2 separate regions of the Arachis hypogaea genome follow, and region 2 is linked to region 1. Evidence: chromatin contacts called from public Hi-C data. All regions are on one chromosome and are shown on one strand. The core of a region is the stretch at or near the end of the contact, and the rest is flanking DNA. Distances in the headings are between cores, read along the strand shown.

Region 1 (4,698 bases), core at 721-3,220:
TGAAGATAAAAAAATCTATTGTGCATAATAGGGGTTTACGCGGATCAGATCGGATTTGATATGACCAAAATTTTGATCCGATCCGCATTAAAATCATCGGATCGGATCCAATATCCGCATTTTTTAAGGTTGGATCCGATCCGCTCATTTGCGGATCGGATTGGATATCGAATATATCTACAAAACACAAAAATATTTTTGAAAGCTTATTTTTATTAAAAAAATATCAATAAAATTTATTTTTTCTATTCTTTTAAATATGATTACTCTTAAAATAAATAATATTAAACATATTTTTCTTAAATAATAAATTAAAATAATACAACATATATGATAATTATTAATTGAAATAAAACATAAAAAGAATATTTACTTATTTATTTCTTTATTTTTGCGGACACGCGGATATGCGGATACCAACACAAAATTCGCAATCCGATCCAATTCGATTCGATCTGAAAGCCTTGCGGATCGGATCCATATCCACAATTTTCGGATCGAATTCGAATAAACACCGCGGATATGCGGATCGGATCCGATTCATGAACACCCCTACTGCATAACAAAATTTAAATTGCAACCAGCAAAATTCAAATTTTTCTCTACAATTTTACGATGAGCTTGTTATATTTGAGTACTTACGCTTTGGCTAATAGACTGTGATGCATAGTTGAAGGAGGAAAGCTTTGATATACAAAAATCGATGTCCAAGCAACTACATTTGGCATGGTGATTCATCATGGGACCGAGTTTGGATTGAATTGGAATAATGATGTCGTTTTTGGCACTGTTGTTTTGGAAGGAGTTGGAGTAATTGAAATCAAGGAAGGAATCAATTTCTGAGAAGAACATCTCCCTTGATTTCATGTCTAGGGCGTTCATGAACTTTAATTTGAGCCGTAGTTTGGGTTAGAGATGAGTCAGGCGGCGTCATCATTAGGAAATCTGTCGGAGAGAATGCCATTGTTGGCGGCGTCAGTTGGGATAACAAAGCTGAAGGAGGTGGCAGAGACTTTGACAATGGAGTCGGCAAAGTTAAAGAAGGACTTGACGGAAACACGCTCGTAGCGGTGGGCGAAGGAAAGGAGAGGAGGGTGGTGGAGGAGAAGAAAAGGAGGAGTGTGGGATCAAAGTGGGTCTAACCTAACATATGATAGTGACATTAGTACTGAGTCGCTGAGTCATCACCGGAAATGAGATCAGGGACCATCATGGTGTCCGAAGTTCAATCTAAAAGAACACTATAGTAAAATTAAAATTTCAAAAATCAAATTAAATAATTTTGTAAATTTCAAGAACTATTATGAAACTTTACTTGAATCATGACTAACATACAGTGGTACGCCAATACGAGTAAACTTGCGAAGAAAAAAATAAACAAAACTAATCCATCATCACAAATTTGGATCTTCTAAATTCTGAATTTTCACTTTAAAGAATAAAGTATAATCTCTTACTCTTGAATAGTTTCTCTCTTATGTGTTTTCTTTTTGTCTCACTTATAAAATAAATAATAAAAAATCACACTTTACTCTTTAAAATAAAATTCAAAATTTAAAAAATTCAAATCCTTCTATCACATGCACAATGGATCAGGGAGTTTGTACTGGGAACACTTTTGATGGTAAAACGCATCGGGAGCTGTGACTTAAGATCAATATATGGATGTTGCATGCGTGGTGGGTAAACCGTCACGTACCATTGAAAACCATTAGTACAACTTGGTAATAATTTGGTTTTGGGACACGTGATCCTTTGCTTTTCCATGTGATCTAATTAAACTTCTTTATTTTCTTCTAGCGCAAAGGGCCTTTAATGTGGGAGGGTGATTTTTGGAGATCCTGCATATCCGCTAAACTATCTTTAAGTACATTTCAAGTTCAAGAAGGCCGTGTGTAGATGTGTGTTCATAATATTGCCTTTTGCCCTTTTGTCGTTTTCAAACCACTCACAATAGTAGAATAAATAAAGAATCCAGACCTCATTATTGCTCTATTTATTTATGCTTTTAAATTGAATAGTATGCATATATACGTACATTGCTTATACCAATTAAATAAATTATCCTTAAAGTGATTCCGTAAAACTCAAATTAATTAAAATCTTAGTATATTAGACAGAAGAATAAGCACGATAGCAACTACTAAAGAAACCTTGGCGTACGTATTTTGAAAATAACCAATAAAGAAATGGGTACATATTAATTAGATGGTTTAGTGTTTAAATTTACCCGATAAAATGTCTAACTCAGTGGCGGACTGGCGGTGTTAAATATTTGCCATGTATGTTTGCTTAGTCTCATGCTACCAAAAGAAACATTCTTGGTCTGATATCAGAAACATTGAGAGTTTCGGTCGACAATTATATCTATGTCCGCAAATTTTATATATCATAACTATACTATTCGTTCCTTTATATATTATTGTTTCCTCCATTTTCTCCTTTCAAAAAATCTTTGAGATATATTATTAAAGAAAAAGTTTAAGAACCAATTACAATATAAATTAACTACACCAACTCTTTTTTACTTCTGATTTTAAAATTTGAAAAAATTAAGATAGTAATTTTTTTTTGGTAACAGACTTATTTTTTAACTAATTAACTAGAGTTGACTTCACTCTTAGTTAATTTTTTTTTAAATATATGAAAAGTTATATTTGAAAAGTTACATCTTTTCATAAAGTTGTAACTACTCAAAAGTATAGTTATAACTTATTAAAAGGTTGTAATTCATTGAATAGTTATATCTTTTGAAATAAACATTTTTATTCATAAGTACATAGTTGCATGTTGCATGTATTCAATGCCTATAAATTATATTTTTTATTTTATTATTTTAGTACAATCAATCTCAATACTTTTTTTTATGTATAAAAGAAAGAATAAAGAATATTATTTTATAAATTATCATTTAATGTAAGATTTAACAATGTAAGTAGAGAAATAAGTAAGTGTCTTTCATTCTATTTTGCAAAAAATTCACTAATAACCCATTTTACATACTATAATAAATTGATGGGGACGAATTAAGTTTAAAAAAAAAGTATGTGTAACACACCCTTTAAAGAGTTACACTATTCTATTCTTTAATCTTTTCAGTTTGTGTTTTATTATTCTTGTTCTTGTGTGGATGAACTTGGGACAGCTCAGTTCCTGGTAGCTGATGCCGAACTATAAGCTTGGAAGTCCGAGCTCCTCGTCTGAGAGTGTACCATGTTGTGGAGAGAACAAAGGGGGGCCGGGGGAGTGTACCTGCAAAAGACACTCCGATACTTAAGTTAATATTATGAACTCAATGTGTTTCTTTCAAAATGAGATGTCATACCTTTATAGGGACGAGTTATAGCTCATTAAACCGAGTTATAACGCATGATGCCGAGTTATGACGCTTGGATTGTAACAGCCATATCATAGCTCCCAAGCTTATTCTGAGGATATTTTTAATGAAGCAGGTTAAGCTTTTGATGACAAGCTTCGAGTTCCAACGTGAGTGCCACATATATCCTCATGTGCTTCGGCAAGTGCAAGCTCGACCTCTGACCTGGAAAGACACTAAAGAAAGGGACAAGAAAAATCTTGTCTATATATAGAATTATTATATATGGTGAAGAAAGATGCTTGCCCACGGAATTGCCGAATATTATCAGTGTTGTCTGGAATAACTCCAGTCTTGAGGTATTCTATATACGGCGTACGCCAATCTTCTTCCTGTGTAACACTTAGAATTTTGGTTAGTTTTATGCTCAGTTCGTGTAGCACAGATTGATATAGTGTAGAAGTCGGTGTTTGTGTGCTGGCGAGCTTAGATAAGAGATCAGCTCGGTTGTTGTGCTCATGAGGTATACGAAGAATCTCAAATTTTAAAAAATTAGAAATAATCTTTTTGACAATATCCAAATATTTTGCCAATAAAGGGTCTTTCACTTGAAAGAAACCATTTACCTGTTGGACAACGAGCAAAGAGTCGCATTATACCTTTAAGTCTGGAATTTTTAGTTCGGCTGCAAGCCTTAGGCCTGTAATTAGAGCTTCATACTCTATTTGATTGTTGCTCGCCTTGAAGGAGAAGTGTAGAGACTGTTAGCACTATGCCATTTCCATCTTCAAGCAAGACTCCGGCCCCATAGTCTTGGGGTTGGATGCCCCATCCACATATAAAGTCCACTGTGATGGGTTGTTCTCCGAGCTTGGTACAGTGAACTTGGCTATGAAATCGGCAATATACTGAGACTTTATTGGACCTCGACTTTGGTATCTGCTATCAAACTCGGAGAGTTCTACCGACCATTTTATTAGTCAGCCAGCCAGTTCTGGTTTTCGTAGCACTTGTCTTAAGGGCTGATCAATTCGGACGTGGACGATGTGGCTCTGAAAATAAGGTCAGAGACACCGAGCTGAGAAGTCTAAAGCCAAGGCTAATTTTTTGATCTTTGGATAGCGGAGCTCAGCATTCTGTAAGGACTTGCTAATGAAGTAAATTGGCTGTTGCTGCTTGTTCCTTTCTGTAACAAGAACAGAACTTATTGTCTAGTCAGTGACAGATAAATATAAATAAAGTGCTTCCCCCTAAAGGAGTTTTTGTAAAATAGGTGGTTTTGAAAGAATGCTTTTTATGTTAGCAAAAGCATCTTCACATTCATTAGTCCAATTAAAGTCGTTTTTTTAGTGTTTGGAAAAAATAGAAAGATTTAGATGGTA
Region 2 (4,560 bases), core at 67-2,566, 66 kb before region 1:
TTATTTTATCTAATTAAATAATTTTATAAAATATTTTATATTATAAGTGCATTAAAATGGACTCATATATAAATGATTATAAATGATAAGTACAAGCATGAGGTTAAACAAATAATTCAAGGTAATTATTCTTCCATACTGCAAGAGTGCAAGGAACAGTTGTTTTTTAAATAGTTAATTAATATCTAATTTTTTAATTTTAATTATTTTTCGTGTATATAATTTGTATATTATCATGGCTAGTGTTTCGGCCTAGCTTATTGGCGAGTCGGACGCGGGTGTTGAGTTGCCGATCCGACGGGTCCTCCAACCCGTAAATTTCCTTTTACCCACCTAGCTACAGCACCTGAATAGCTGAAAGGAAGCTTTTAGAAAATAGGGTCTGCTTATGTGGGACCCACTCGGACACAGGATATATAGGGGGAGGACTCTACCCTTTCCTAGAGGTACGTCACCTATCCTAACCTTACTGTTTTTTATACGGACACTAATTTGAGCATTGGAGTCTTTGCAGGTGGCTTCCCCCCCTCCCCCATTACACACCTCGCCAGCTCGAAGGAGCCTCATCTGCCTCAATCCCAAAGCCCATCCAGATCCAGCTTCCAGCAACCCGCCGATCCGTTCCGGACCGGAGCAACCGAACATTGACACCGTCTGTGGGGATACCTGGCATGAATGGATTTTCTGTTGGGCCCGAAGGACGAGCTTGAGGAAGAGGAAGCACATGAGGAGGAAGGGACTCGCCGGATGAGCAGGTTAGCTTCTGTGGCGTCCTCCTGCGAGCACACGAAAACACGTTCGCGCAGAGATGACCCACTGATTCATTCCGGACCTGAGCAACTGAACATTATGGCAGACTTCCTGGTCGAGGTAGTTGGTGGTGCTCCCGGGAATACGAACACACGGTGGAAGTTTCATATGACGACGCTTCCAACCAAGCGTTCAGAGGGGCAGGGATAATCCTTGAAAGCTCGGTTGGGATGACTTATGAGCAATCAGTCAAGTTCGACTTTCCAGTCTCCAACAACTAAGTGGAATATGAAGTCTTGATAGGGGGTTTGCTCCTAGCCAACGAAGTCGGAGCGTCGCGAGTCGAGGTCAACAGTGACTCCCAAATCGTTGCCTCCCAGGTCAACGGGACATACTAAGCTAGGGACTCCTTACTCCAGAAGTACTTGGAAATGCGAGAGCTGACCTCCTATTGAAACTAGCAAGCACAAAACCAGGCACGGAAAACTGATATTTGATTCAAGGACTAGTAAAGGAGCCATCGGTAACTCTCTACGTAACACAAGCTCTGGACCTTCCCTCGTGGATGGATCCGATCCTCCGTTTCTTAGTAAACGGTGAGCTTCTTGAGGACAAGAAAGGTGCTAGAATGGTCAGACGGGAGGTGGCCAAGTATGTAGCGATACAGGGCCAGCTATATAAACGAGGGTTTGATCAACCCCTGTTGAAGTGCTTGCGCCCCGAGCAAACGGACTACGTCTTGAGCGAAGGTTGCTATGGCCACCATATCGGGGGAAAGGCGTTGGCCAGGAAACTCGTTAGAGCCGGATATTATTGGTCTTCCATGATGTCCTATGCACAAGAATTCGTGAGAAAGTGTAAGAAGTGCCAAGAGAACGCCAATTTTCATAAGTCCCCAGTAATGGAGTTAAGCTCAATGCTGGCGGCCCGACCTTTCACTCAATCGAGAGTCAACCTCTTGGGCCCGTTCTCAGTGGGTCTCGGTCGGGTTAAGTACCTCATTGTGGTCATCAATTACTATACAAAGTGAATTGAGGTAGAACCGTTGGACGATATAACTTCGGCAAACTGTCGGAAGTTCATATGGAGGCAAGTGGTCTCTAGGTTTGGAATCCCTGAGATTGTCATTTCAGACAATGGGACGCAGTTCGCGAATAAAAAGTTTGGCGAGTTCCTTTCAAGAATGGGAATCAAGCAGAAATTCTCATCAGTCGAGCACCCATGGAGCAATGGCCAGGTGGAAGCTGCAAACAAGGTCATCCTTCACAGCCTGAAGAAATGACTAGGCCAAAAAAAGGGCTCCTAGGCAGACGAGTTAGCCTGAGTCCTATGATCGTATAGGACAACGCCACAATCTTCTACCGGGAAAACACCGTTCTGGATTACTTACGGGGTCGACGTGGTAATCCTGGTGGAAATCGGGGAACCAAGCCCGAGGCTGCTTCTCGGAGGTGTTGAAGAAGCGATGGAGAAAGACCTGATTGACGAAACAAGGGAAACGGCACATTTGACAAAAATGGAGCTAAAGCAAAAGGTAAATTTAAGGTACAACACCAAGGTACTAAAAAGGAGTTTCGAGCCAGATGACCTGGTGCTATGGAGAAACGACATCGGGATATCGATCCCAGGAGAAGAAAAGTTGGTAGCTACCTGGGAAGGTCCGTACAGAGTAAGAGAGGTACTCGGAAAGAGGGCGTACAAGTTGGAACGCTTGAATGGGAGTGAGGTACCAAGGACATGGAATGTGGTGAACTTAAAAAGATTCTACTCTTGAAAGGCGACCTAGCGACTTAACAGGTTACCCTATTCTCGTCCACTACTGCTTGTTACTTTGTTTTCCCTATTGCTTGTTACCTTGTCATTACGCCATTGTTACCTTATTGACTAGTTTCATTATAAATTCCATAAATATTGCATTTCATTGTGTCATTTCGCTTACTTTAAGTGTTGTTATATTATTATTTCTTTCCCACAGCTAACTGGGGCTGATCACCCCAGGAGCCATAATCGGTGCAAAAATACCATAAGCAAAATCTACAGCCTACCGGCCAAACGATAAATCTAGGAACTAGCTTCAAATATTTTCCAAAGATAACAAATCGGCCTATGAATGATATAAAGCAAGTTATAATGAATGTTACAAAACAAAGGCACCACATCGGCGCGGTAAGTCAAAGTATTGCAAAAAAAGGGCATCGCATCGGCCCGACAAAACTAACAAGTAAAAAACAACATTAAAATTACAAAGACTAAAATTATTGGGGGGTTCCCGACTTCTTAGGGATATCAACAATCTTACCGTCCTGCACCATCTTCAAAGCCCCAACCATGAGGTATCGAAGTCGAGAGCCAAGATGGCAATTTGGGCCTTGATCCCTTCCTCGGTAGCTTTGACGACCTTCTTGGGATTCCCACAATGTCTTTATTTTTCTTCTTCAAGAGAGCGACCTCTTGCTGTGCAACCTGGGCCGACCCCTCGATCTCGCTGTGCTTCTCCTCCAACCCTTTTAATTTTTTCTCCAAGTTTTTAACTTTGGCCTCCGCAGAAGTAGCCTGACCCCGGGCAGTGTTCAGTTCCTTAGAGAGGGAGAGGTCGTGCTCAACCAACTTGTTGATCTCGGAGGCGTCCTCCTCCGCTTTCTTCTCCCTCTCAGCAAGCTGGGTCTTCAGGGACTCTTCCTGGGTTTTCAACTCAGTAATATCCTTCTGAGAGGCGCGAAGCTTTCCCTTGAGAGTCTGATGCTGAGCCAGAATAGGCTCTACCTTCCGAGCGATAGCGGCAACTCGGAGGAGGCTACGATAAGTCCACTTCGCTTGAGCGGCGAGGTCCTGCTCCTAGAAGAAGTCGTCGGTTCTCGGAAGAAGCTGAGAATCGATGAAATGCCTAGCGTCAAAGCTCCTCTCCATCACGGTTAAGGTCTTTTCGGCAGGCCCTTTTTGCTTCTTTGGGTTGGGCACGATGGTTAGATCGGGGTCAGCTTCGAGACCAACCCCCTGCTCCTGGATCGGCTCCTCCATAACATCTGTCGGAGGGTTCTCGGGTTGGATGTTACTAGAAGGCTGAGAATCAGCCTGATCCTCAGTAGCATCTCGACCGCTCCCTTCGCCAATGACATCGGGACCTGGGACCTCCGAATGAGTCGCCGAAGAGTCGTTGTCGTCACTCCCACCAAGAAAATGGGCCATCAGATCCGCCATAGTAGTCTTCCCATCAGCCATGAAAACTAGAAGTAAAATACAAGTGAAGAAGTCAGGAACTAAGTTATTAATAAGAAAACTCCAAAGGAAACAAGAAGAAAAATAGAGAACGGGAGAATAACCTACCTACGTGGGCCCGACCGATATTTCGGTCTCCCATCACTAGATGAGGATTTAGATTTTTAGAACCAAAGATCGCCAACAGTATGTCTGATATAAGGTGGTTCTCCTCACCTAATCCTCATAGGTCTCTTTTATTAAATAGTCCGAGCTAGCCCCGAAACTCCAGTAGGTCGGGATCTCTCTTTCTCCCTTCAGGGTAAGCCAGAAAGGGTGATAACCCCGGGGCAGGCCTTACCTTAAATAATCTTGAAGCCGTGGAATGAGTCTTCGAAGAGACCAAATATCCAGCGGCTCTGAATGGCCCGAAAGGACATGTATTCTTTCTTTGTCTTCCACTCATGAGAAGGGTTTGTCAGCAAAAAAAGATAGAGGAATACATTCACAGAGGCTGGGAGCTCCAGATATTCGCACACCAATTCGAAATACTGAATGACGGCCCAACTGTTAGGATGGAGCTATGATGGGGCAACGTCGCAGCGGTTTAATAGC

What was found. Hi-C and Micro-C count contacts between places; a contact is called where the count stands out from the background.
Region 2: a contact with region 1 is called in a Hi-C map of leaf, with 1.6 times the contacts expected there. The contact joins the promoter of LOC112735620 here to the enhancer-like site in region 1. A contact is called at or near these places in 2 of 8 Hi-C or Micro-C datasets (both in leaf).

Annotation. Positions count from the first base shown.
Region 1 is chr3:139,039,978-139,044,675 of arahy.Tifrunner.gnm2.J5K5, reverse strand. It overlaps the pseudogene LOC112735619. Among protein-coding and RNA genes, the nearest start is that of LOC112736095, 11 kb to the left of the region's middle. Within about 2 kb of position 1,970, at least 2 of the 3 cell types and tissues checked have open chromatin away from gene starts, as enhancers often do.
Region 2 is chr3:139,105,136-139,109,695 of arahy.Tifrunner.gnm2.J5K5, reverse strand. It overlaps LOC112735620, which reads left to right and starts at 1,316. Exons shown (of 2, transcript XM_025785146.1): 1 at 1,316-1,607; 2 at 1,884-2,032. The coding sequence starts at 1,316. The coding sequence ends at 2,032.